Linked DNA regions of Mus musculus: all the other regions are linked to region 3. A link is a contact called in public HiChIP or PLAC-seq, Micro-C and promoter capture Hi-C data. All regions are on one chromosome and are shown on one strand. The core of a region is the stretch at or near the end of the contact, and the rest is flanking DNA. Distances in the headings are between cores, read along the strand shown. Region 1 holds the start of Vav1 (vav 1 oncogene). Region 2 holds the start of Adgre1 (adhesion G protein-coupled receptor E1). Region 3 holds the start of Mllt1 (myeloid/lymphoid or mixed-lineage leukemia; translocated to, 1). Region 4 holds the start of Safb2 (scaffold attachment factor B2). Region 5 has its middle 23 kb from the start of Adgre1. Region 6 holds the start of Ptprs (protein tyrosine phosphatase, receptor type, S). Region 7 holds the start of Catsperd (cation channel sperm associated auxiliary subunit delta).

What was found. Promoter capture Hi-C pulls out the DNA fragments that hold promoters and counts their contacts. A called contact is a pair of places that touch in the nucleus more often than the background predicts. HiChIP or PLAC-seq counts read pairs in DNA pulled down with a chosen protein or histone mark.
Region 1: an H3K4me3 HiChIP or PLAC-seq map of bone marrow-derived macrophages shows a contact between it and region 3, with 2.6 times the contacts expected there. The contact joins the promoter of Vav1 here to the promoter of Mllt1 in region 3. A contact is called at or near these places in 2 of 39 promoter capture datasets (the SN4741 cell line and liver), 1 of 484 Hi-C or Micro-C datasets (muscle stem cells), 3 of 115 datasets of contacts at active chromatin or transcription factors (bone marrow-derived macrophages, memory CD8 T cells and pancreatic cancer cells) and 1 of 9 other capture datasets (adipose tissue).
Region 2: a promoter capture Hi-C map of neural stem cells shows a contact between it and region 3. The contact joins the promoter of Adgre1 here to the promoter of Mllt1 in region 3.
Region 4: a contact with region 3 is called in a promoter capture Hi-C map of pre-B cells, with 4 times the contacts expected there. The contact joins the promoter of Safb2 here to the promoter of Mllt1 in region 3. A contact is called at or near these places in 6 of 39 promoter capture datasets (embryonic stem cells, fetal liver, liver and 1 more), 1 of 15 datasets of contacts at CTCF or cohesin (embryonic stem cells), 7 of 484 Hi-C or Micro-C datasets (B cells, CD4 T cells, embryonic stem cells and 2 more), 3 of 115 datasets of contacts at active chromatin or transcription factors (effector CD8 T cells, embryonic stem cells and microglia) and 2 of 9 other capture datasets (adipose tissue and liver).
Region 5: a contact with region 3 is called in a promoter capture Hi-C map of the HPC-7 cell line. The contact joins the enhancer-like site here to the promoter of Mllt1 in region 3. A contact is called at or near these places in 6 of 39 promoter capture datasets (the C10 cell line, the HPC-7 cell line, cranial neural crest and 1 more), 1 of 15 datasets of contacts at CTCF or cohesin (embryonic stem cells), 2 of 115 datasets of contacts at active chromatin or transcription factors (embryonic limb bud and microglia) and 2 of 9 other capture datasets (adipose tissue and liver).
Region 6: a contact with region 3 is called in a Micro-C map of embryonic stem cells, with 2.0 times the contacts expected there. The contact joins the promoter of Ptprs here to the promoter of Mllt1 in region 3. A contact is called at or near these places in 2 of 39 promoter capture datasets (embryonic stem cells and pre-B cells) and 3 of 484 Hi-C or Micro-C datasets (embryonic stem cells and natural killer cells).
Region 7: a contact with region 3 is called in a promoter capture Hi-C map of fetal liver, with 2.9 times the contacts expected there. The contact joins the promoter of Catsperd here to the promoter of Mllt1 in region 3. A contact is called at or near these places in 6 of 39 promoter capture datasets (cranial neural crest, embryonic stem cells, fetal liver and 3 more), 1 of 484 Hi-C or Micro-C datasets (embryonic stem cells), 4 of 115 datasets of contacts at active chromatin or transcription factors (astrocytes, embryonic stem cells, memory CD8 T cells and 1 more) and 1 of 9 other capture datasets (liver).

The regions. Positions count from the first base shown.
Region 1 is chr17:57,277,263-57,280,715 of GRCm38.p6, forward strand. It overlaps Vav1 (vav 1 oncogene), which reads left to right and starts at 1,838. Exons shown (of 27, transcript NM_011691.4): 1 at 1,838-2,139. The coding sequence starts at 1,936.
Region 2 is chr17:57,356,605-57,360,522 of GRCm38.p6, forward strand. It overlaps Adgre1 (adhesion G protein-coupled receptor E1), which reads left to right and starts at 2,082. Exons shown (of 22, transcript NM_010130.4): 1 at 2,082-2,152. The coding sequence starts at 2,122.
Region 3 is chr17:56,933,716-56,937,545 of GRCm38.p6, forward strand. Mllt1 (myeloid/lymphoid or mixed-lineage leukemia; translocated to, 1) reads right to left here and starts at 1,673. Exons shown (of 12, transcript NM_022328.2): 1 at 1,548-1,673. The coding sequence starts at 1,559.
Region 4 is chr17:56,582,623-56,586,327 of GRCm38.p6, forward strand. It overlaps Safb2 (scaffold attachment factor B2), which reads right to left and starts at 1,963. Exons shown (of 21, transcript NM_001029979.3): 1 at 1,652-1,963; 2 at 362-449. The coding sequence starts at 1,822. It overlaps Safb (scaffold attachment factor B), which reads left to right and starts at 2,360. Exons shown (of 21, transcript NM_001163300.1): 1 at 2,360-2,728. The coding sequence starts at 2,540.
Region 5 is chr17:57,334,199-57,337,649 of GRCm38.p6, forward strand. No RefSeq gene overlaps it. Among named protein-coding and RNA genes, the nearest start is that of Adgre1, 23 kb to the right of the region's middle. Within about 2 kb of position 1,288, at least 49 of the 459 cell types and tissues checked have an H3K27ac peak or open chromatin away from gene starts, as enhancers often do. A contact at or near this core is called in the HPC-7 cell line, adipose tissue, microglia and 1 more, where this site is marked.
Region 6 is chr17:56,475,022-56,478,582 of GRCm38.p6, forward strand. Ptprs (protein tyrosine phosphatase, receptor type, S) reads right to left here and starts at 1,459. Exons shown (of 33, transcript NM_011218.2): 1 at 1,319-1,459. It overlaps Gm32822 (a long non-coding RNA gene), which reads left to right. Exons shown (of 4, transcript XR_385656.4): 1 at 1-331; 2 at 1,195-3,310. Gm9258 (a long non-coding RNA gene) reads right to left here and starts at 1,252. Exons shown (of 1, transcript XR_105855.2): 1 at 327-1,252.
Region 7 is chr17:56,626,436-56,630,089 of GRCm38.p6, forward strand. Catsperd (cation channel sperm associated auxiliary subunit delta) reads left to right here and starts at 1,708. Exons shown (of 22, transcript NM_175350.3): 1 at 1,708-1,815. The coding sequence starts at 1,754. Lonp1 (lon peptidase 1, mitochondrial) reads right to left here and starts at 468. Exons shown (of 18, transcript NM_028782.2): 1 at 46-468. The coding sequence starts at 438.

The DNA of each region.
Region 1 (3,453 bases), core at 588-3,087, 340 kb after region 3:
AAGGTGGGCTTATAGTATGATAATTAAGGGTGGAGGAGGGCTGTGGCTTAAAATTTAGGAAGACTTAAGGGAAAAAAAATGACATTTGGGGGCTGGGGAGATGGTTCAGTCAAATGCTTGCTACTCAAATGAGAGGACAAGAGTTCAAATCCCTAGGGCACAATTAAAGCAGGAGGAGGTAGTCTGTGCTCTTTAATCTCAGTGCTCCTAAGACGAGATGGGGGCAGAGACAATTCTGGAAGTTCAGCTAGCCAGGAGCAGTTAGCCCAGGAGTAAGAGAGACTCTATGTTAAGTATGTGGAAGAGAGGGTCTACACTGAGGCTGTCCTGCCACCTCAACACACACGCCATAGTGTTCTCTCTCTCTCTCTCTCTCTCTCTCTCTCTCTCTCTCTCTCTCTCTCTTTCTCACACACACACATACAAGTTTTAAAGAAAAAAGGAAAAGTGGGTGGTGAGGGTGAGAGGGCTCTGTGGGCAAAGGTGATTGCTACCAAGCCTAATGATCTGAGCTCAATCGTTGGGGCTTGCATGGTGGAAAGAGGACCTACTCCCTTGGGCTGGTGAGATGGCTCAGTGGGTTAGAGCACCTGACTGCTCTTCCGAAGGTCCAGAGTTCAAATCCCAGCAACCACATGGTGGCTCACAACCATCCGTAACAAGATCTGACCCCCTCTTCTGAAGTGTCTGAAGACAGCTACAATGTACTTACATATAATAAATAAATAAATAAATAAATCTTTAAAAAAAAAAAAAAGAGGACCTACTCCCCCATGTTAACCTTTGACCTCCACACATGTACTGTGCCCCACATGTACCTTCACACATACACACATACATATGTATATATATACACACACACACATATATATATGTAATAAAAGTGAAATGGCTTTCAAAGTAGAATATATTTTCTAATGTTTATTATAGTTCTATTTGTTGGCAGTTTCCTACATGTTAACAACCTATCTTCGTCCTACCCACCCTCAACTCCCCTCTGACTCCGAATGAGAGTGGACTCTCTTTACCTTATCCCCACTTTCTTGCTCTTTTGTAACCCTTTGCATCCATTACTGCTGCCTGTGGGCATGTTGGCTCCCTCCTGGCTTTGTCTTGTGCTGCCACCATAACTGCACGGAGTTCATGAGCGTAGTGGCCATGGGTATGCCCTGGAGATAGCATTTCACATCCCCCGCCCCCGACTCTTACCGACTTTCTGTTCCTTCTCCCTTGAGCCTCGGGCTGGTGGTGGTATAGATGTCCCATCTATGGCTGAGCACTCAGTAATCAAAAAGTAACATGTAAGAAGTGATGGAGTGAATTAGTGTCTTCTGTCAGGTGGTGGGCACAAGTGCAAAGGCCCTGGGGCAGGATGGAGGTCAGGGAGTGAAGAACAGAGAGAGGAGAAGAGGCTGGCAGGGGTTGGGGCAGGGTGAACAGGGCCTTGTGGGGTGCAGGAAAGACATGAGTTTTGGCCCCAAAGCAAGGTTGAACCAGGAGGGTTATGGGTGGTGGAAGAATGGTTGAGACTTGACTCAGTGTTCAGTGGTCCCTTTTGGCTGCTGCAGGGGCAAAAGGCTGTGAGAGATCAGGGCCGTAGACTGGGGACCAGGAGGAGACAGGAGGTGACAGCCTAGGTGCCTACGGCTGGATGAGATAGTGGCACCTTAGTTCAGCAGGTGCCCAGGTCTGCTCAGTGTAGGTGGAGAAAGACGAGGTCACACCAGTGAGTGGAAGCTGTGAGGGCGTAACTGCAGATGCTGCTCCCCCTCCGCCCCACAGCTCCTCCCCACCCCCACCCCGGGGCGACAGTTACAGTCACAGAAGAGGAAGTGGTGTTGTAGTTGTCCCCACTGGGGCAGGCGGCGGCGGTGGTGAAGGAACGAGGGTGCACGGGGCCTCCCCGAGGGGCCAAGTGAGAGGCCGGCAGCCACCATGGAGCTCTGGCGACAGTGCACCCACTGGCTGATCCAGTGTCGGGTGCTGCCTCCCAGCCACCGTGTGACCTGGGAGGGGGCCCAGGTGTGTGAGCTGGCACAGGCACTGCGGGACGGTGTCCTCTTGTGCCAATTGCTTAACAACCTGCTTCCCCAGGCCATTAATCTTCGCGAGGTTAACTTGCGGCCCCAGATGTCCCAGGTGAGTCTGCTGGGTGATGCTAGGGCCCGACTGGATAAAGGCTGGTAGGCCCGGCTCTGGCTATGGAGAGGTGTCGAGCAGAACGGAGCTCTGGGTGGGTTTGTACACTCTTGGTTGGCTTGCAGCTGTCCCAGCAAATTTAGGGGGAAATCTCCCTATCCCGCCCCGCCCCCAGCTGACTCTGTTGAGATCCATTTAAAGGGGTCCTAAGAGGTATCTTGTTGCCTCGTAGTTAGCCAAGAGGGTGCATGAGGTTGGAGAACCAGATTCAAGAGAGAGAGGCCTTCAGTTTCTCCCCCACCGGTGGCTCCTCCTCTTCCACCTCTTCTGCCCCCCTCCTCCTCACATCTTCCTTCACCTCCATTTCCTGCCAGGGCTTTGTGCTGTGTGGCGTGGAGTGTTGGGGGCTGCAATGCGAGACCCTGTGGCATCCCAACTCTACCTATTTCGGGAAGGGCCCATTGAAGTGCAGGGCCCAGGCCTAGGGTCCTAACAAGGCCCTGGGTGTCCCTGAGTTTGACATCTGTGCACTCTCCGTGTTTCAAGTGGAGGCATGGTCAGACTATGCCCCGGTGAGCCTAGAAAATGTATTCAAATCCTTATTTGAATGTGGCTGGGGTGGTGGTGAAAGGTGACTGGTGGCTTTGTACTCTTTTCTCTGCTTCCCCAGGGATGCTGGGTTTCGGGGGGAGGGCTGATAGCCCTAGAAATGAAAGGTATAGGTTCAAGTCAAAGGGATCCACAGCCTTACCGTGGGGTGTGAGGGACATGAGTTGTATCTAAGGGAACATGGCCTTGCCATGGGGTCTGAAGGACACATCCTTGGTGTAGGGGGCATCTGTCTGTCTGTCTGTCCTCTTGCTCTCAGTCTGCCAGTCCTGTACAGCCTGTTTTTCCAAGTCCCAGGAGGCTGTCCCTAGAAATGATGAGCAACGGGGTCAGAGCCTAGTTTCTTCCCTTCATGCGAGGGGTCCCATGGAGTTGAAGACGGGAGTTACTTTAAGAATGGCCTGCTGCAGTCTCCAGGGTATTTCTGGGGTTGTCAGTGAGCCAGCAGTCTCTGAAGCTGTTGTGAGTCCTCTGAAGGAAGTAGGGAACAGAGCACCCACTGTCCCCCATGGACCGTCCCTCTGGCTGGCTAGGGGTCAGCAGAGATTTGCCTACATTTGCTTGAACTTCAGTAGCTTTCAGGGCTTGAGGAAGTAGCTATGGGACTCTTGGGCCCCAGCTCTGGCGGGACTCAGGGTGCCCAATGATGTGGCAATCACAGCTGTTGGGAAAACGGTTAGAGTCAAGGATGGCCTTCCACCCCCC
Region 2 (3,918 bases), core at 832-3,331, 420 kb after region 3:
AAGGATGCTGAACATTTCTTTAAGTGCTTCTCAGCCATTTGAGATTCCTCAGTTGAGAATTCTTTGTTTAGGTCTGTATGCCATATTTAATAGGGTTATTTGGTTCTCTGGAGTCTAACTTCCTGAGTTCTTTGTATATTTTGGATATTAGTCCTCTATCAGATGTTGGGTTGGTAAAGATTTTTTTCCCCCAATCTGTGAGTTGCTGTTTTGTCATATTGACAGTCTCCTTTGCTTTACAGAAGCTTTTTAATTTCATGAGGTCCCATTTGTCAATTGTTGATCTTAGAGCCTGAGCCATTGGTGTTCTGTACAGGACAAATTTTCCCCTGTGCCAATGTGTTCGAGGTTCTTCCCCATTTTCTTTTCTATTAGACTCAGTGTATCTGGTTTTATGTGGAGGTCCTTGATCCACTCGGACTTGAGCTTTGTACAAGGAGATAAGAATGGATCAGTTTGTATTTTTCTACATCCTAACTGCCAGTTGAACTAGCAACATTTGTTGAAAATGTTTTTTTTTTTTCCCTCACTGGATGACTTTGACTTCTTTGTCAAAGATCAAGTGACCATAGGTGTGTAGGTTCACTTTTGGGTCTTCAATTTTATTCCATTGATCTACCTTTCTGTCATTGTATCAATACCATGAAGGTTTTTTAAAAAAAATTTTTTTTAATCATATTGCTCTGCAGTACAGCTTGAGGTCAGGGATGGTGATTCCCCCAGAGGCTCTTTGATTGTTGAGAACGGTTTTTGCTATCCTGGGTTTTTTGTTATTCCAGATGAATTTGAGTTGGGATTTTGATAGGGAATACACTGAATTTGTAGATTGCTTTTGGCAAGATGGCCATCTTTCCATCTTCTGAGGTCTTTGATTTCTTTCTTCAGAGACTTGAAGTTCTTGTCATACAGATCTTTCAATTGCTTGGTTAGAGTCACACCAAGATATTTTATATTATTTGTGACTATTGTGAAGGGTGTCATTTCTCTAATTTATTTCTCAGCCCGTTTATCCTTTGAGTAGAGGAAAACTACTGATTTGTTTGAATTAATTTTATATCTAGCCACTAAGCTGAAGTTGTTTATCAGCTGTAGGAGTTCTCTGGTGGATTATTTTTTAGGGTTATTTATGTATTCTACCACATCATCTGCAAATAGTGATATCTTGACTTCCTCCTTTCTAATTTGTATCCCTTTGACCTCCTTTTGTTGCCTAATTGTTCTGGGTAGAACTTTGAGTACTATATTAAATGATAGGGGAAAAGTGGACAGCCTTGGGTGTGGTGTGTGTGGTATGGTGTGGTGTGTGTATGGTGATGATGCATGTGGTGTGTATGGTGTGGTGTATGTGGTGTGGTGTGTGGTGGTGGTGATAATGATGATGGTGGTCTCTCTGTCTCTGTCTGTCTCTTTCTATCTCTGCCTCTCTCTCTCTGTCTCTCTCTGCCCCCCTCTGTCTCCCTCTGTCTGTCTGTCTGTCTCTTTGGTGTGATGTATGTGGTGTGTGTGTATTCTACAAGGTTGACATGATGACAGAATTTAATTTTCTTAGCAGCAAGCTCATGGATCCTGGTGATAAATGCAGCATGACTTTACTGAAAAGGCTTTGTGATCTTGAAGAGTGGATTGACTTCACTGTGGGCAGCACATGCAATCTCACTTGTTTGGTGTAATGAAAGAAGAGAATGAGAGGTGGAAGGGGGATGGTAATGTTGAAAAAAAGAATGGTACAGAGGAAACTGAGGTTGGAGAGAGATGGGGTAGATGGTAAGAGATGGAGAAAGAGGGAAGGAAATGGAGAGAAAGACAGAGAGACAGAGAGAGACACACAGAGAGACACACAGAGACAGAGAGGAAGGGAAAGGGAAAGAGAAAGGAAGAGGAAGAGGGGGAGGGGAAGGGGAAGGGGAAGGGGAAGGGAGAGGGAGAAATGTGGACACTAGCCAGATTTAAGGGAGAAATTAGGGGGTTGCCAGTCTGTCCACCTCTGATGGTGGCAACTCAGCAGAAAGCTGCTGGGCTCAGTCTGGCTTTGTTGAGCAACCCTGACTCCACCCCTTTTCTTCCCCACAAAGCAAGCTTTTAAAGGGAAGGCTTTCTTCATTGAATGACTGCCACAGTACGATGTGGGGCTTTTGGCTGCTCCTCTTCTGGGGTGAGTATGAGGTTGAATGGGGCATGGATGGCTGAGGTGTGGGCTGGAAATAGGTTGCAGGGAGAAAGGCCAACCTTGGAGGGGTTCGGCCCATAGGCTAATGTCTATTGCACACAGCAAACTTTACCTTGGGAAACCTTTGACAAAATTCCTTGACTTAGGGAAGTCTATTCACCAGGGTAGATCTTCCTGTAGCTGTTCATGTGGCATGTCTGTGTTTGTGAGCCATCTCAGTTTTAGTTAGAATTTAACATGGAGTAAACTTGTGAGGCTCCGGTGCGTGCATCTGGGATGGTGCAAGGGGGATGGAAGTCCACACAGCAATGGAAACAGTCCCCTTACCATTGCGTAGCCCTTTTTTATCAGCCATAGCTCACAAAGCAGAACATGGGTGTGAAAGAGGTAACTTGCCGGGCTTTGGCAACAGTTTAGTGTGTAAAGTGCTTGTCCTACAAGCACAAAGATCTGGATTTGATCCCAGAATTTATGTTAAAAAACCAAGTATGTGGTACACTTCTACCTCTGGCTCTGGAGAGTAGAGAAGGAGGATTCCTTGGTTCTTGATGGCCAGCTAGCCTAGCCCAATTGGTGGATTCCAGATCAGTGAGAAAGTCTGTCTCTAAACAATTAAGGTAGATGGAACTGGAGAAAGGTGTTTGAGGTCATCCTCTGGTTCCTACATGCCAGTACACACAAGTGCATGTTCACCTGCACTACACATTGCACAATGTCATGCACACACAACACAAGTGCAATGCACACACAGACATGCAATGCACACAAAAGGCACATGTGTACTCACAGATGCAAAAAGAAATACTGTGAGCAAGTCTTAGCTAATGAGGGGTAGAGCCACGGTATAAAATCATTCCAGCTCTGGCCTTGTTCAAACTCTTAGTCATGGCTGGTTTGTGCTGTGGGAGTCAGCGAAGATAGTCCCGTTCTAGAAATAGACTCGGGGCTACACCTTCCTTTTCTGGCTCCTGTTGCTTTTGTTTTGGGCACTAGCGCATTTCACTGTGTGATCTTCCACGTCACTGGTTTTCTCGCGTGTTTGCAAGATTTTTTTTCCCCATTGTTTTAAATTTAGATGGGAGATATGGATTTCCGGTTTTAGGGATGAGAAGAGGGATCTATTTTGCCTCACAGTTTGAGATGGTATGGTCTGCCATGTTGTGGAAGCCTTGGAAGAGTCATAGTTAGATGGTGGGCTGGCACTGCTTTCTGCTTGTTGACTGTGAAGCAGAGAGCTAAGAAGTTGAACTGGCGTACATATTTTCAGGTCCCCTCCCATGGCCTCATCTCTAAACTTCCTCAGACAACACCACCATCTGGTGACCAATAGGTTAAACACATGATTGTGTTGGTTACATTTCACATCCAAACCACAGCAAACAGCTAGCCTGCATACATGTATATGTACATTACATGTACATATATGTGTCTTACACACATAAAGGCAATAATTTTAATATCGTCTCAAGAATGAACTTAAAATAATATCATGCTTATTTACTTAAATACATTTTAATTTATTCTTTGAGGATTTCATACATAAAGGCAGTAATTTTGATTACCTGCACCTCCGTGCCACTCTACTCTGAGACCTCTCTTCACTGTGACCATCTCTAACATCATGTCCTACTTTAAAGAAAACCCACTGAGAGCAGGGTGACCTTCTGGGGCATATCCCTGAAGCAAGAGGATTCTCCTCTTAGCAGCCATTGACTCTCAGTAGATCATCAGCTCCTCAGGATGGGACCAGA
Region 3 (3,830 bases), core at 423-2,922:
TGCCCCAGTGGTCCTAGGTCATAGATAGTGGGACACACAGGAGGTCCCTACCGATGTATCTGAAACTAACAGCCACATGGCCAAACTAGACAAAGCCGCCTCCATGGTGCCAGCAGCTAGGGATGACCCAACCTGCCCTTACCAACAGCAGAGGAAGCCATCAGCTGCCACCCCCACAGCCCCACACCTTCCCAGGACTGGTACCCCTGGAAGTTCCGTCTTTGGAAGGGAAGGGGGAGGATGTGACCCTGGGTGAGGGGAATCTAAAGAAGATGGGGAGGAGCTCACATGGTACAGAGCTGGGTGACATGAGGGGAAGAGGTAGAGGAGGCAGGCTACCCAAGAGGCTGGGAAAAGTGAACTGAAGTGAGTGTCTTAGATGGAGAGAGGGTGTGGCTGGGCAGAGAGCATTCAAAACAGACCTGAAGCTAGCACCTGGTTGGGGGGGGGGTATTCCCTGGAGTTTGGGGAGATTTGGGGTCATGGGCCCAGGAAGAAGGAATCTTCCAAAAAAAGATTGAGGCTCAGGCCCTATTTGGGGTGGTGTAGCATCTAAGAGGATATGTAGGGGGGGCATCCTAAAGTTACTAGCCCTGTCTGTGGGGACTCTGTGTAGACTCTCCACAGAGTCTGATTCATGCTAGGGACCACAGGGGCTGGAAGACCCACTTAAGTTCTGAGACATGTTTCCAAAGATTCTGGGCCATACAAGGATGCCAGGAGCTGTGGGGTGTACTGGAGTTCTGAAGGGAGTCTGGCTAGATTTGGATTCATAAGGGACGTGAGTTCCCGGCTAGACTGGGTGGCTTTGTAATCCCAATGGGTTCCATTCTCTACTGGGATTCTAAATGATTTCCCAGGGGATGTGGGGCCAGGACGGGATCCCCATGGTGCTGTGAGTGGCTATAGGATTCCAAAAGTCTTCCTGGAGAGCTGTGGACCAGGCGGGAGATCCCCAGGGTGCTAAGGTAGTACCAAGGCTCTAAGGGGAATCCCAAAGGGTTCCAGGCTGTGATGATGCCCAGGGCGCTAAATCCCTGGGATCCTGATAAACACTTCAGGAGTCTGTGTGTAAACTGGATTCCTAAGGGGCGCCTCCGGGGACTCTGGAATGAGATGGAGTTCCTAAGGTGTTGAAGCCCTGAGCTCCTGTATGATGCCCAGGGGGTACTCCGGGATTCTAAGGGGTGTCTCACGGGGCTCTGAGCCAGGCTGAGTCCCTCAAGATGCCGCGGCGGTGTGGATACACTACGCTGGCAGAGAATTCCCCAGTGTGGAGTGGGTGGCACTGGGGTGCTGAGTTAGATCCCAAAGGGTTCTGCACCAGACCTGGGGTCGCGATGGGGGAGGGGTACGTGGGTCACAGTGGAGGAGGGGCATCCCGAGATGGCGATGGGGGAAGGACGCCCCGGGGTCGCAGTGGCTGGAGAAGGGCCCATCCGGGTGGGCGCGCGCAAACTCGGTGCCCACGGGGCGGTGTGCGCGCAGGGCCGGCCACAACGCCGCGCAGGGCAGCGGGAGGCCAGTCCCGGGCGGAGGCTTCTTACCTGATTGTCCATGACTGGCGCCCGCCCCGCCCCCGGGCCCGCGTCGCTCTCGCTGCCGCCGCTCAGCAACGCCCCGCCGCTCTCATTGTCTGTCGGGGGCCGCACCGCCGCCGCCGCCGTTCCGGGCCGCCCGCCCGCCCGCCAGCCGCGCTGAACCGGAAACCGCCGCCAGCCCGGGCGGCTCAGCGACCGCGGGCCCCCAGCCGCCGACTCGGGCCCGGCCTCGCCGATGGACAAGCCTCCGAGCCTGTCAGAAGGCCAGAGACCCGCGCGTGGGGCGGGACTTCCGGGCTGGTGGGGGCCCGCCGGGCGACAGTCAGAACGACGAAGCCGTCAGCCAATAGAAAGCCGGCGCCGCAGGGGGGCGGGCGGAGGGAGTGAAGGAGGCGCGAGGCGAGCTCTGCTGAGCGGCGCGAGGTGTGCGCCGCACGTGGAGGGGTTGGGCCAGGCCGTGGCGCGGTGCCTGCGCACTGCGCCCCGGGAGCGGCTCTAGAGGGGACGTCCCTAAAAAGGCCCTAAGAGTTTAAGTTCGAGCCCTGCGGAGGGAGGGAGCGCTGGCGATGTTCGGTGCTCCTGCGTGACAGCGCCGGTGGTTAGTTTACCGGTCTGGATCCTGTAAAGCCAGCGGGTTCAGCCCACTTCTCCTTGCAAAGGCTAGGGTTGTGCATCTGTAAAAAACCAGCCTGTGACTTCAGTGACCTCTTCTGGCCTTCTCAAGCACTGCACACAGGTGCTAGCGCTCGCACACAGACACGCACCATTTAAAATGTAAGCTTTTAAAAAACAAAAACAAACAAAAAAACTTGTCGGAGGTGGTTCTTCTTTCTGTGGTTGTTACAGTGCACATCTGAAACGGAGCCATTCTAAATGATCAGCGGTCTCATTCATTCAACGCAGGGAAAGGAACGGTAGTCAGTAGTCAACCGTAGACTGTGGATACTGACAACTGGGGATTGAACTCAGGGCTCCCGCCATTGAACTACACCCACAGCTCTGTTTTCACTTTTTTACTTGAAGGCCAAGGCTGGGGCATAATTGGTAGAGCACTCTGCTAGAACGATGAAGCCCTGGGTTCTAGCCTCAAGACTCTATAAGCCAAGTGCAGAGATACATGTCTATCATCCTAGAACTTGGATATAAAAGGCAATACAAATTTTTGCTAACCTGAATAAAAGACACACACACAATCCAGGTATTTTATTTACAAACCGTAAGTCTAGGTTGTGCAGCTATTCTAGTTTGGAACTAGTTTGGAGCTATTCTAACTTACATCCCTGCCCATGTGTCCCTTGTGACGTGCTGTTTTTCCTGGCCACATGCTTATGGTCCATCTCCTCTCGTGGCGGCCTCCTCCAGTTTCCCTGTCTTTCTTAGTCTCCTTTCTCTACCTGCAACCTCCAGCCAGGTAACTGAAAACCTGCCTACCTCTATCTATTGCCCAGTCACAGGCTTTAGCCTTTTATTGACTAATTGACTTGGGAGGCTAGGTTACATACGTAGCATCACTTGGGGTATGTGAGGATCTCCTCCTTGGGGGCAACTAGACCTTGGGATACAGAATTTAGCACCTAAATACAAGCAGTACCAGACCAAGCCCCTACACTTGGAGGTGGAGGCAGTAAGACTGTGACCTCAAGATAGTGGTGAGAAAGCCCTCCCTTGTTCATGGAGTAAAGGTGCTATGCCACCAGTGGTTTAACTAGCCCTAACGATGACTGAGGCTCACTCATCGTTCAGAAAGACTAGATCAGGTAAACGGATGTAACTGAGGAGAGGCCCCCGACGGTCTGGTTCTGAAGAGAGCTGGCAGGGAACGGTTTCTGCATAATGTCTTGTAGAGATAAGCCAAGGACCTGGATCTTGTCCTCCAGAACCCAAATTAAAGTGGAGAGAATGGACTCTTTATGTGCTATGACTGGCACTCCCACACCCTAAACAAAAATTAAAAAACAAAGACAAAAACAACTTCAAGATTGAATGGGGAAATGGCCCAAGTGTTGATGTATTTAAAAGTGTAGTGTAAAAGAATATACTAGACTATCCGCAGACAAACGAAGGACGTTCTGGCATCTGCTCAGTGACATGAAACACAGGATACACACTGCAGGATCCCACTCCCGGGAGGTCCCCAGAGCAGTCAGATTCAAAGACAGGAAGTGAGATGGTAAGGGCTGAATCTGGGGAGGGATGGACTTAGTGTGGAATGGGAGCAAAGCCAGGAACACAATTCAACCAGTACTCTGGAGGCTGAGGCAGGGCAGTCTCAGGTCCATCTTGGGCTAC
Region 4 (3,705 bases), core at 713-3,212, 350 kb before region 3:
TCAGCGGTTAAGAAAGAGCACTAACTGCTGTCATACAGGATGGGCTTCAGCTCCCAGGAATCACATGGAGACTGGTAACCATTCCTGACTCCAGTTCTAAGGGGTCCAAGACCTGCTTCTGACCTCTGTGGGCACCAAACACATGTGCATTCACATGCAGGCAAGCGCGCACACAAACACACACACACACACACACACACACAAAATAAACCTTAAGACAAAAACAAAACCTAAGGTGGACACAATGTGACACTATGGCTGTCCCACACACATGCACATCTAAGTATGCATATTACACATACACAGAGCAGAGCAGACACCCATTCCCCAGGCCCAGCGTCAAGCACAGGCAGTTAAGTACCTTTGGTGTTTCTCTTTACAGCCCTCTTGCTCACAGCTCCCCAGCTGATTCCAACCTCCTCAGGTTCTTGTCCTTCCTCCTTAAATGCCTGATGGGAAAGAGTATGAAGTTTTAAATAAAGTTATCTTTTAGGAGGGGTTGACACAAAGTGTTCTTTAAGAAGCAACTTTGCAGTTGCAAGTGTTCACAATCTAGCTTAAGACCACATTTAGCAGCCAGCTCCCCTTCCCTGCTCAAGACCCAAAACCTAGAGAAAGGGAAGCTGAAAGCTTGGGTTGCAGAGTCACTGTCAGCAGGTTGTGGTCATACATGACCTGGCAGCTTGTAGCCCTAGATGTAATCCCCAACCCAAGACAAAAAAATAGAATAAAATCCAAGTATTAACCCCAAATCAGGGTTGGTGACCGCTCATCTTGTGTGCTCTTTCATCAAACACAGGGATGATGGTAGGAAACCTGTCCTTGATTCAGGCAGGGCAAAGAGCTGAATGGGGCGCTCAAAAGGCCTCCCATAACAAAGCAAACCTTTAATTCCAGCATTTTGGAAGTGAAAAGGGGGGGCAGGAGACCAAGAGCTGAAGTCTAGTCTGGGTTTCACAGCAAGTCCAAGGCCACACTGGGCCACAGTAGCTCTCCAAAAAAAGTTTTGCGTGGGAGGGGAGGCGCTGATTTTTGATAAGGAAAAACAACATAGACCGAAGAAGAAAGCGCTGGCCAATTTTCCCTCAAAGTATTCTGGCGCCTTCTACTTGCAGCCAATCAGGAGTCCCTAACCCTCAAGGACCCTGTTCCACAGAGGCAAGCTTGTGTCAAGCGCTGAAGGGCAGTAGACAAGACTTCTTGTCTAGGGGGAGGAAAGTGACATCTTACGCTGACTCGAGATGACAACTAGGCTCCAAGACCAGGGAAGCGCGAGGGGACCGGACCTGGGAGCGAACATGGTCTGTGCAGAGACACTGGGCACCGCCAACAGTGGGGTTGACTGATAGATTCCCCAGAAGAGTAAAACTAGGGTGGCGGAAAAGACAGCTGCAGGTGCAAGGTCATCATGGAGACGTGCCCAGAGCCACCCGATTACTCAACAAGGCCCGGCTTCCTGCAAATCCCGGGGCAAGTGGGAGGCGAGACACAGAGAGGGGCAGCGACTAGTAAAGGTCACACAGCCTCGGCTGCTTCGGTAACTGACAGCACAGACCGAAGTCGGGGGGGGGGGCTCGGGGTGGGAAGGCCGGCCCGAGTCTGCGCGGGCAGTTACGTGCCCGGGTCCACGGCGCCACTCGGGTTCCCTCACCTTCCTCAGCCGCTCCATCAGCACGCTCTTGTTGCCTCCCGTATCCAGGTTCCGCTTTTTCAGCTCCGCCCTCAGGTCGATCACCCGCAGGTCGCTGAGCCGCCGCGTCCCACTCTCCGAGGCGCCCGGACCAAAGGCGGGGTCGCCCGACCCGGTCCCGGGTTCCGCCATCCTCGCTTCCGCGACTTCCCAACTCGCTCCGGAACCCCCTCCACTCGCTGGCACCAGCTGTGGCGGCTCGGAGGTAGTACAAAATGGCGCTGCCGAAGAGGAAAACGCACTCGCTTCCTCCCGCCTCCCTTTGCGGCTGCGCAGGCGCACAGCTCTGACGCACCTCCTAGGTCGCACGCCAAAGCAGTCTCGAGCCTCGCGGGTACAAGTGCACATGCGCAACCGGTCGTAAGCCCCCCCTCCCCCCCCCCCCCCCGGCCCCGTCGCCACCCTCTTTTTAATGCGCACGCGCACCGCCTCGCTACGCTCACTGACCCCCGTTTGCCTCTCGCAGCGTTGCCCGGCTGCGCACGCCACCGCTCTACGGCCAGCGCTCCGACAGTGATGCGCAGGCGCACGACCTGTAGCACGCATGCGTCTTGGTCCGCGGCCAAGCGCGAGCCGGCGAGGCGCGCCTACGTCGTCTCTGCCGCCGCGCACACTGCGCTTGGGTAAAGGCGTCTGAGAGCGTAGGGCTCGCGCCGGCGGCGCCTGCGCAGTGTCGAGGTGCGCCTCCGGGGAGGCTGAAGCGGTTCCCTCTCAGGCGGCGCCATTTTGTGGTAAGAGGGCCGAGATTCAAAAAAATAATAATAATAACAAATCAAAAAAAAAACACACTCACGCAAACCCACTGACCCGGTTCTGTGTGAAGTGGGCGACGGAACCAGGGTCCCTGGAATGGCGGAGACTCTGTCGGGTTTAGGAGACGCGAGTGCGGCGGGCGCGGCGGCCGTGAGCTCCGCGGCGTCAGAGACCGGGACGCGGCGGCTCAGCGACCTGCGGGTGATCGACCTGCGGGCGGAGCTGAAGAAGCGGAACCTCGACTCGAGCGGCAACAAGAGCGTGCTGATGGAGCGGCTGAAGAAGGTGAGGTTCGCGGGGGGGAACCCCATGGTCGCCATGGCGACACCCACCGCCGGGCCCGGAGTGGCCCGTTGGCCTTCGCGCTGGGCGCTAATACTGGGGCTCCGCGGGCGCCGGGTGCAAGGATTCGAATCTCGACGCCCCCAGCGATGCGACCAGAGGGAAATAACACCACGAACGGGTTCGGGGGATCGATGACACCGCGTTCCCTGTACTGCTTAGTCCCAACCCCAAAGGGGGATGAAGGGGACTCGGCCAAGGTCATCCAGTGGGGTCAGCTTGTGGCGGGATTCGATCCCAAGTCCCTTTTCGGCCCCCGAGGCAGAACAGGTGGTTTTTGTTTCTTTTCTTTTCTTTTAATCTGGGAAGACACAGTGACGTTGGGGGCAGGGGTGGTGGAGATGAAACATGAGAAACTCTCAGAGTTCGCAGACAGCCGGAGGATGTAGGTAGCCCAGGGAGACAAAAAACAAAAACAAAGCGGAAAAATAAATTGTTTCTAATTCTTTGCTAGAACTAAGCTAGGGGAAGATACGAGATGGAAGGAAAGAACGTTTTTTTCTGTTGATAAAGGTAAGTCAGATGTGAGTTCAAGGCCAACCTGGGCTGTAGAGGAGTTCCAAACCAACCTGAATATTAGAGTTCAGGGCTAGCTAAGCCTTTTTCAAAGTATAAAGTAGGTCCAAGAGCTACTCATTTGGTAGTGTGCTACTCATTTGGTATTGTGCTTACCTTGCATGCACAAAACCCTAAGTTTTATCCCAAATACTTCCTAAGGCCGGGAGTGGTGGAGGCAGAAGGATCCTAAGTTTGAGGCCATCTTGGGATGCGTGAAAGCCTTTCTGTAAAACATAGTAGGTTTTTGTTTTGTCTCTTTTTTTTTTTAAAAAAAAAGGGGTTGGACACATAGATCAGAGGTAACATGCTTGCCCAATATTGCAGAGGCCCTTGGAACCATCTGCCACACAACTGCTATAACA
Region 5 (3,451 bases), core at 38-2,537, 400 kb after region 3:
GAATTTCCCCAGAAGCACGTCTCTCAGCTGATTCAAGTTCAAGTTCAAGTCCACAGTCAAGGTTAACCATCACAAGCACCATGGTAACAGAATGCTGCCTGCTCCCATGGTTCTCCCATGAAAAAGAAAGGCTGAATCATGCGATGCTGAGGAGTTAGAGGTCACGAATCTGCTCTTGGAGCCATTCCAGCCATGCCCAGAGTGTTCAGTCCATCTTTAAGGCTCAGGGTGGCAGAAGTTTGTATTAGTCAGCTCAAGTTACGTTTTGCTGTAGTGACTGCCTACGGTGGGTTGACTTGTAGGGTCTGTGGGGGATTGATGTGGGAAGACCCAGCCTGTAGTGGGCCACACCATTCCCTAGGCAGGGATCCAGAACTGTGGAGAAATGAGCATGCTGGCCTTCACTTCTTCATTCTTGACTGTGGTTGTCACGCGGCCAGCTGTTTGAGGTGTGTGTTCTAACTGCCCCACAAAGATGGGCTGTAATCTAGACCTGTAAACTCAACCCCTAGCTTCCAAAGCTCCCTTTTTTTTTTTTTTTTTGGTCAGGATATTTTATTATAGCAACAGAAACTAGGCCAGTCCTCAAAATACTCTCCCTACACTGTTCTAGGGATTTAAAAACATGGATGAAGATGTGGGAAATCGGACATAAGCTTCAAACGCAGGGGCAGACATCCAAGCAGGACCGGTCCGAGGCAGACAGCTGGACGTTAAAGGCACGATCGCCCCCTCGCGGACATGTGCGGTAATGACACAACGTCTGCAGCTGGGCGGGTCGTTTGCAGAGGGGAGGAAAGACGGAAGAGATTGAGTTTATTTGTGGGTGTGCACACGTGTTTACTCACAAGTCTGTGGATATGAGCCTAGAGAGGCCCCCAGGAAGGGACCCTGGTATTTCTGGCATCTCCACCCAGTCTTCTAGAAGGAATGGCCAGCGGCACTACTGGATGATATGGTGTCTTCAATTTATTTTTAGTTTATTTTCTTTTCTGTTTTTTATTTTTATTATTTATTTATTTATTTATTTTTTTGAGACAGGGTTTCTCTGTGTAGCCCTGGCTGTCCTGGAACTCACTCTGTAGATCAGGCTGGCCTCGAACTCGAACTCAGAAATCCACCTGCCTCTGCCTCCCGAGTGCTGGGATTAAAGGAGTGCGCCACCGCTGCCCGGCTTAGTTTCTTATTAAATTTATTTGATTTGTGTTTGTGTGAACGAGTGTGTGAGTATCCCGAGAGCAATAGGAGGCCAGAGGACATTGTGCAGGAGTCAGTTCCCTTTTTCTATCGTGTAGGCCCTAGAGATTAAACTCAGGTCATTAGGTGCAAAACTTCTTTACTTGCTGAGCCACCTCACAGCCCCTACCCTTCAATAATTTATTGTTACATATTTTTCTTAAAAAATGTTTACAACTTATTTTTATCTCTAGTGATTTCTAGGTGGATCTGAGCTTCATTTGTTGAATTGGTACTCTGGATAATTTTATTATTTTTTAAAAGAGAAATGCATTTATCCGAAACAATGACCCTTGTACTGGTGGAATTCCAGCCTATGAAGTCAGGCATAGACTCCAGCAGGCTGTGTTTCCTTGTCTGTGGCGCCGAGGCCCCCATTTTTCACTTCAAGGAACACTTTGCAGTCTAACCACACAGCGCTCACTTGCAGCCCTGTGCTGCCACCTAGCGTCCACGAGTGATATGGCCCCTGGGTTCAACTGTGTATATTCCCCAACTCCTCCCAGATCCGCTGTCATCCAAATCGTCTTACAACACCATGCCTTCTTTTTAAATTTTAAATAGCCCATCCAGTTTAATTTGGGGTGTCCATGTAGTACTTGGTGTGTGGCTATCCACTGGGGCATGGTCAGCCTGCGGGGTCAGGGGCATAGTTTAAAGAAAACTGCCTCTCCCTCCATCAGCAGCCATCAACTGTCCAGCTCCTCAGTTAGGGTGGGCTCATGAGCCCTTCCAACTCCTGCTGTAAGGTTGACTGGTCTGATTATAAGCAGCAGCCACAGGTGCTGTAGTTTATTAGTACCGAGATCCTGCTTCAGTCGTGCCTGACTTCTGGCTCTTACAGTCTTCCTTGTCTCCTCTTGGGGAGAGGGTTCCACCTTATTTTTTTGAGACAGGTTCTTCTATAGCCCTGGAGTTCAGTAAGTAGGCTGGCCACCTTGGGGATACATTGATCTCCACACCTCCCTCTCTCCAGGGCTAGATTATAGAACTTCATTTCCATGCCTGGACTTTAAGTGAGGGTGTGCAGAGCTCACTCAGGGAGCTTTGCTTGCTTAGCAAACACTTACTGACTGAGCCTCCCCTCCCCCCACAGCCTGGGTCTCTCTATGTAGCAGATCAAGGCTGGATTTGTGCTTATAATCCTCCTGCCTCAGCCTCCCCAGTATCTGAGATTTCATAACCTGCACCACGAGGTTCAGCTAGAGTGAGCAGTATCTGTTTTAATAAAAACTTAGGCTGGCTGTGGTGACAAAGGTCTTTTATCCAAGCACTTGGGAGGCAGAGGCAGAGGCAGAGGCAGAGGCAGAGGCAGAGGCAGAGGCAGAGGCAGAGGCAGAGGCAGAGGCAGAGGCAGAGGCAGAGGCAGAGGCAGAGGCAGAGGCAGAGGGAGAGGGAGAGGGAGAGAGAGAGAGAGAGAGAGAGAGAGAGAGAGAGAGAGAGAGACAGAGAGAGACAGAGAGAGACAGAGAGAGAGAGGCAGAGAGGCAGAGAGAGAGAGAGAGAGTGAGAGAGAGAGAGAGAGAGAGAGAGAGAAAGAGAGAGAGGCAGAGGCAGGCACATGCCCTTGAAACTAGCCTGGTCTACAGAGTGAGTTCCAGGACAGCTAGGGCTACACAGAGAAACACTGTCTCAAAAAACAAAACAAAACAAAACAAAACAAACAAACAAAACAAAACAAAAAACCAAACCAAACCAAACCAACCAACCAACCAACCAACCAACCAACCAAAAAAACCCAAACAAACCCCAAACCAAAATCCAAACCAAAACCCAAAACCCCAAAACCAAAACCAAAAACCAACCAACCCCTCCTCCCTCCCCCACTAAATGGGTGTGTGTGGACAGGGCTCAGTAGTGAATACACTTGTCAGTTTCTGATGACCCAAGTTCATCCTCTGGAACTCTTGTGGTGGAAGGTGAGGACCATTTCTTGAAAGCTGACGTCTGACCTCCACATGCACACAGCAGGATACACATTCAAACAAACAAACAAACAAACAAACAAACACATGAGAAAGGACAAGGCGATGGTTGAAGGGGAGGGGGATGCTAACTGCCTCGAGAGGTCACCATTTCACTCGTAATCTACGTACCAAATTGTTAAGGTGTGCATCACCCGACGAGGAAAAAAAAAAAAAAAAAAAAAAAAGGAACGGAATAAACCACACAGCCTGTGTACTTTGGAGTCTCCTCAGCAAGGGAGGTGGAGAGG
Region 6 (3,561 bases), core at 209-2,708, 460 kb before region 3:
CCGGGCAGGGGGGAGGGGAGTCTATGCAAATGGCAGCTCCCACTACCCGGCCTTTAATGAAGGAAGGAGTCGCAGCTGGCAAGAGAGGCCAGAGCCCGAGTAGGAGGGTCCCAGGCTAGCCCAGACAAAGCAGACGGCCGTTATCTGCACCATAGAGACAGCAGCACCCCCCGGGGGGTACAGAAGCCAGGACCCAGGATCCAGGTGCAGAAAGATGGGTGAACAGGATGTGTCCACCAATCTAACACCCTCGGGATCCCTCTTGCTCTGTAGAAGACTCTTTGGATCCCCGAGTGCCCATCCAGGCTTGGGACACCTCAGAGGTCTCCATGTGAGCACCAAGGACGGTTTATTGGGGGAGGGACATCCTTGCTCAGGTTGGAAAGTGAGCGTAAGGGAACCCCTGCCAGGCCAGGAGACACCCGGGGAAGTGACCGTTAGGAGGTTCTACTGGAGGGAGAGACGAGGTGAGGGGTGACCGGGAAGATGGGCGCTCACACCTGCTGCAGGTTTTCGGGGGCATATGGAGGCAGATTTGAGAGCAGGGAAAAGGGGTAACGCACAGGGATTTGGGGGGTGTGGCAATCAAAAGGATCCTCGCTCATAGTGGTGCTGGGGTTTGGGGGTGAAGAGGCTCCACGATGAGCAGAGAACTTGGCCCTGACCCAGCTCGCATTGCAACGGGGGTACCTGCTCTCGGACCCCATTTCCTTCTGCGCCCCAGTCCCCGCCCCCGGTGACGTCACCACCCTCAGCCAGTCGGGGGGCTCTTGGGGTGTACCGGGGGCCTTAGGGCCGCAGGCTGGCTCCCCGGGGTTCCCCACAGGCCCCCGCATCGCGAGGATGAGGGTGGATGAGCAGTCCCAATCCCAAAGCTGGGGGAGGTCGGGGGTTGGGGGCGCCCGGACCGCAGAAGGGTGGAACCGAAGCCCCAGGTGATCTGAGGCGCCTGGCCCGGTCTGCAGCTCCAGACGCTGACACCGCGCACCGCACACCGCGTCCCCGCCCGGCTGGTGCAGTCGGTGACCCTGGGTACGGGCCAAGTCGCCCGCGCGCGTCCTCATCCCTCCTGGACCCTGTCTCTACCGGTTCCCGTTTCTGTGGGTCTCTGTCCCTCCGGGTCCACAACCCTCGCGGTCCCCATTTCTCCAGCTCCATCCCTCCAGGTCCTCCACATCCCTCTCCTTCTTGCAGAATCCGATTACGGCTGCAGCCCGGACCCCCTTCGGAGCACAAAGGCGGAGAAGCTTGGAAGCACAAAGCCGGCGCCGCCCACCCCGCCCCCTGTGTCCCCCGTGCGCCCCGTGCACCCCGGTACCTGCGGGCTCCGCATGCTGCTCCCGGCACCGGGTCGGCCCGGGCTCCGGCGGCTCCGCGTGTGCGCGCGGCCCGAGCTGCCTGGCGGGCGGGGCAAAACCCCACTGCGGCTCGCGCGCCCCCAGCCGGTGACGTCACCCCTTCCGCCGCCGCGGCCCTGGGGCCTGGCCGTGTACAGTACTGCGCCTGCGCGCAGATGCCTGCCCAGTGAGGAGGCGCTGCTGGGTCACGTGCTTCAGGAGCCTGTAGAAGGCCCGGGGAGCACGTGGGACGTGGGACACGTGGCCCGGCCTGTCTCCTCTGGATTCCTTTTAAACTCAAGTTCTGTTGTAGCCCATGCTGGCCTCAAGTTACACTGAGGATGACCTGAGCCTCCTGCCTGTCTCCCCACTCTGCTTTCTTTGGCCAAAATATCCTTTCCCTAAAATCTTTCCCATCAAGCCCGCCTTGCTGGCTGAAGAGGCTGAAGCAGGAGGACGTCGTTTTTGAACAGCCTGGGATAACAATGAATTCGAGACCAGCTTGGGAAAAGGAGGATGAGCTGGGCATTAAAAAAAATTTTTTAAAAGTGGGGGTGGGGCTCAAAATGGCTCGGCAAATAGAGGTGTTTGCAGCCCAAGCCAGAGAACCTGACTTCAATCCCCAAAGTCCCATAGTGGAAGGAGGAATCTGACTCCTATGGCGCTGACCTCCACATGTATGCACACACCCATGTCCACTGAGTTACTAGACATGCCAAACAGATGAAATGCAGCAAAAGACTGAAAAACACCTTAAAGAAAAGAGTAGTCACAGGCATGGGGTGCGAAACTTTTAGACAGCAGCAGGAGAATTGCTGCAAGTGTGAGTCGAGTGTGGACTGCACCTGAGACCCTGCCTCAAATAACGAAACGATTTTGTTTTACAGTCTGGGTTTTTTTCCCCTCTGGAATTCATTCATTCCGGCCCAGAGCTGGAGACATGAGCAAGAGCCTGGAGCCGAAGAGTCCGGGCGGAAGGACTGGGTCATAAACGGGGAAGAGTGCCATGAATAATTGACAAGGAGCCTAAATTAAGAACAGGGCTTCCCAGAGCCTGCACCGCGGCCAGTTTAGCAGAGACGGCTTTGTCCTCTTGCCTGACTGGGGTGACCCTGATTGACGTACGTGGTGCTAGTCGAGATTGGAGCACGTAGAAGGTGCCGGAGGTTTGCATAGTGTTCAGGGGCCCTTAGTGTAGTTTCTCTCATGCACAGCAGGTACTTGAAGTTTGGGTACTCTGTGGAGATGTCCACATCCTTGCATAGTCCCTGCAGGTGTATGGCACTGTTGGCTGCACACAGTGTGTACTCATATATTATGGAGCTGGGTGCTGGCAGGACTGGCCATGCCAGAGCAGACTGGCCATCCATCAGGGAGGGAACCAGGCCTTGCCTTGTTTGTCCGAACTGAGTAACCGCTTCTGCCCCCTGGGTCCTCGTGAGCAGCGAAGGGGAACATGTAAACCGCGGGTCTGAGAGTCTGGAAGCTTCCAGTGGCCATTCATCCCCTCTCAGATCCCCGCTGTGTTAAATGCCATTTACACAGAAGTAACAAAACAGAACAATCGGCCTGCAGCTGACAGAGCATAGACAGGCAACAATATATCAACCCAAAGCCGGTTATGTGTTCAGCCACTTAGGGCGGCCATCGCTACCTCTGCTTCAGTCACAGCAGACTCCTGCTCCTCCTTTGCCCCTACTCCTCCCACACAGGTTCCGGCCTGCCCCAGGGCCCTGGTACATGCTGGTCCTCAGCCTAGTGAGATGTTCCTTTCGCTGCTCAGAGACGACCATTCCCAGAACCACTTCCTGGCAGACTGTTCCCAATATTGTGCTGAAGAGGTATTCTCACAGTCAGAAATGCTATGACCCTCCGTTTGCTTCTCATGACGCAGGCTCCTTGCTCGGGTTGTGCCTCGATGTCCTGTCTCTGTGTGGCAACAGCTGATGACTTAGGGCTGTAGGAAGAGTGAGGTGAGTCATCCTACCAATCACCGCAATTGGTGGAGCCTAGAATTCCCCAAGAGAGGCTTGGGGGCGTGGCTCAGGCCGCAAGGTCGGGGTCACCGCTTAACTTTGCACAATGATTTCAGCATATTCTAACTGTTGTTGCACCCAGCCCCCTAAGGGGAGGTACTGAGCAGTGACCATATTTGAGCAGACCAGCAGAACCGGTCTTCTCTGAGGGGGCTGTGTTGGATCCAGGGCGGGACCCAGTGGGCTCT
Region 7 (3,654 bases), core at 458-2,957, 310 kb before region 3:
CACTCGGTCCCGCTAGCAGAGCAGGGGAGCGGGGGCTCTGGTTACCTCCACGATCTTGATAAAGCGCGGGAACACAGGGTTGCGGGTGATGGCGATGAGCGGCAGGTGAGGAAACACATCCGGGACGGTCATGGGCGCGAGCGCTGTGACGACCGGGCCTTCCCCGGTGCTCGCCGTGGCCCCGTCCTCCGCACCGCCCTCGGAGGTCTCGTCGCTGCCACCGCGGTTGCCCGAGTCCCACAGCCCCCGCCACTGGACCCCGCCGGGAAGAACGCGGCCGCCCCAGGGAGCTGACATGTCGCAGGCCCGACATCCTCGGCGCAGCCACGACCCGGACGCGCTCGGGACCCGGCCTCCGGTGACAGCCAGCAGCGGCCGCCGCAGAACCCAGCACCGCGCAGCGGCCCAGAGCCGCACGTAGCCTGTGCTCGCCGCCATGGAACAGCCATACTGACGGCGCACCGCACTTACGTCATCTCTGCTCGCCCCCCGTTTGCGCACGTGATGACGCTCGCGTGCTTCGGGCTGGAGAGGCGGAGCTTGAATAAGGTGAGTGAGTGGGCGTGGTCAGAGGGAGACTGGGTTTGGGGATGGGAGGGCGGAGTAGGGGCGTGGTTCAAGGCTCAGAGCGGGGCTTGGAGTTGGACGGCAAGGGGGCGTGGCCCGATGAAGGATGTTCTAGAGAGGACTTTGAGGATCTGGATGAAAAAGTGAGAGGTGTAGTAAGCTTGAGGAAACATGACGGAGAAAGCAGGACTGGTGTGTGGTCCGAATGGGGGGCGCTCCACCAGGCAGGGATTGGAGGAACTGGAATCAGGGATATGGCCGAAGGCGGGCTCAAAGGTCGGGGCTTGACATAGGGGCGTGGCCAGAGCGGTGACTCCAGACTGGAGCTTGTGCGGAGGGGGCGGGGGGCATCGCTCTAGGAAGGGGGCCTGGAAGAAGCGTGGCCCCTCCCAGTTCCTACAACTACTGGTTTGTCCTGTCCAAGCTGTACCTTAGTACTGCGTTCTGTTTTTCTACTGCCATCAAAAAGGTTTTACAGGGTAAATTCTGTGTTCTGAAGGCATCGGAAGAAAAGTACAGCGCACCCCTCCTTTAACTTTAGTCTTTTCAGCGTTCTTTGTTGATACACAACAACAGGTTTTACTACATCTCCCTACGCAGTTGGTGGCATCTTCACTCCACACTGGAGGAGGCGTGCTTGGAGGGCTTTTGCCTCTCGTATAGTATGCATGCTAAAGGCCGTGCGCAGGTGCGCCTGCTCAGCGTTGCCTTTGTTGTCAGTGGTCCGTGAGGCACTTACCAAAACACTGAAGCTTCCAGGACACGTCCCAAGAGACCCGTGTGCATGCTCCGGCTCCACAAAGCAGGGAGTGGATTGATGCATGCCCAAAGCTCTGCTTCCACACCCACGTGTGCTCATGCTAGTGCTGTGGTGACCTCCTTGAAGTTTGGGCATGCTTTGGATTTTGACTTATGGATCTGGGAACCTGGGTGTAATTTTCAGGTTTGAAATGTGCGAGCTCTGCTTCCATATTGCGCATGCCCACTCCTTCCAGTTTCCTCTGCGTAGACCTAACCGGGCTTTTGTCCGACACGTCCAAAAGGTCCTGCTAGTGGCCTTCTTACCTGGTGCGCGTGCCCAGACAAGAGGCGGGTAGGAGAGAAGCGGCCTAACCTCACGCATGCTCAGACACTTTCTCAAGCTTGGCGGTTGAAGAGCAGTGTTAGCTGTGGAGAACCAGGCAAGATGCTGGTGTTGATGCTAGCAGCAGCAGTGGCCACCATGGTCAGGGCTCACACACTGTGCCGGTACAACTGCCTAACTGGGTTGGATTGCTGCTGGGAGGTTTTTTTTTTTTTTAAATGATATTTCAATTTTATTTTTTTTATTTATATGAATACACTGTAGCTGTCTTCAGACGCACCAGAAGAGGCCATTAAATCCCATTACAGATGGTTGTGAGCCACCATGTGGTTGCTGGGAATTGAACTCAGGACCACTGGAAGAGCAGTCAGTGCTCTTAACCACTGAGCCATCTCTCCAGCCCTGCTGGGAGGTTTATGACAGGAGGAATGGGGCTGGTTCTTGTTGGAGCCCAGGCATACCCTCCAGCCCAATTGTAGAAATCAAATTTGGCATATCTCTCCCAAGCAAATCACTAAAATCCATTTCTGGGTGTGGAGCCAGGGCTTTGGACATGCGTCAAACCTAAGTTCCTTGTGCAGTCTGCAATCTGTCCCACCATCCATCCCTACCTGGCTCAGCAGCAGTGCCATGGGCTGTTGAGGCTGAGTGCATGTTGGGAAGTATGCTGTGCTTAGTGCCATGGTGAGCAGTGTCTCTGATCGCTAACATGCAAGTATGTCTCTGTATGCCCTCCTCCTTCCCACTTTTCTCCCCGGAGGTCACCAGCCTGAGGGGACAAAAGGGGCAGAGGTGGAGAGGAGGGTTCAGACAGCCATGAATATGGACAAAATGATCTCTGGAGACTACTGCAGTGGGATGTCTGCTGTATTCTTCCAGGGATGAGAGCGTATTTAAGGGCTTTTTGGTTTGGTTTTGGGGGTTTTTTTGGTTGGTTGGTTGGTTGGTTGGTTGGTTTTGGTTTTTTCAAGACAGGGTTTCTCTTTATAGCCCTGGCTGTCCTGGAACTCACTTTGTAGACCAGGCTAGCCTCGAACTCAGAAATCCGCCTGCCTCTGCCTCCCGAGTGCTGGGATTAAAGGCGTGTGCCACGCCCGGCTTTAAGGGCTTTTTTGAGGGGTACAGGTGGAAAGGGCCAATGGGTCATGTGGGTGGGAAGCCAGAACAGGCTGTGTGTGCTGAGTTCTGCAGCTGGTCACTTTTCAGAGGCCAGCCACCTGTGTTTAAGGACACTGTCCAAACAAAGACAGGAAGAGACAGGGAAGCCCTGCTGAGAAAGGAAAAGTCTCCCACTTTTGGTGCCCAGCTCAGAAAGCCATCCTGTCGTGGAGGCTGCTAACTAACTGTCCCCTGGGGACCTCAGTTCTTAAGCCCTGAATTCTAGATTATCATCACTGGAGTTCAGCAAGGCAGTCCCTTGCTGTGAGTTTTGCAGCCAGCCTGTGCAACATAGCCGGATCTGTGTCTGAATACAATGCCTTACCTCAACCTCCCAAGTGGCTCATCACACCCAAAAGGCAGTTGTTTGCTACAAACCAGAAAAAAAAAAAAAAAAAAGCTCACCAACAACAAAGTAGGGAAACTTAAGAAATACTTGTGAAAAGTAATTGCTGGTGTGGCTTGAGCTGGAGTTCGCTGGGCTGAGGGCTGACCCACCTGGTGAAGCCAGGACCAACTCCAGCACCACAGAAACCTGGCAGGTGACCCATGCCTGCCATCACAGCAGTGAGGAAGTGGAGGCAAGAGGATTGGGAGTTTCAGGCTAGCCTGGGCTACTTAGTCAGCCTGTCTCTGAATAAACAATAAAAAGAGCCTGGGGAGACCCCCTCCAAAGAAGTGAGCCCCCTTCCCACGAAGGTTCTGGGTTCGATTCCCCAGCATTGTACATGGGATGGGATATAAAAGGCAGAGAGCCCAGAACAGGAAGTGTGAGGTCTTACACGCGTTCTCACGACCGGCCAGGAAGAACACAACAAACCAGAATCTTCTGCGGCAAAACTTTA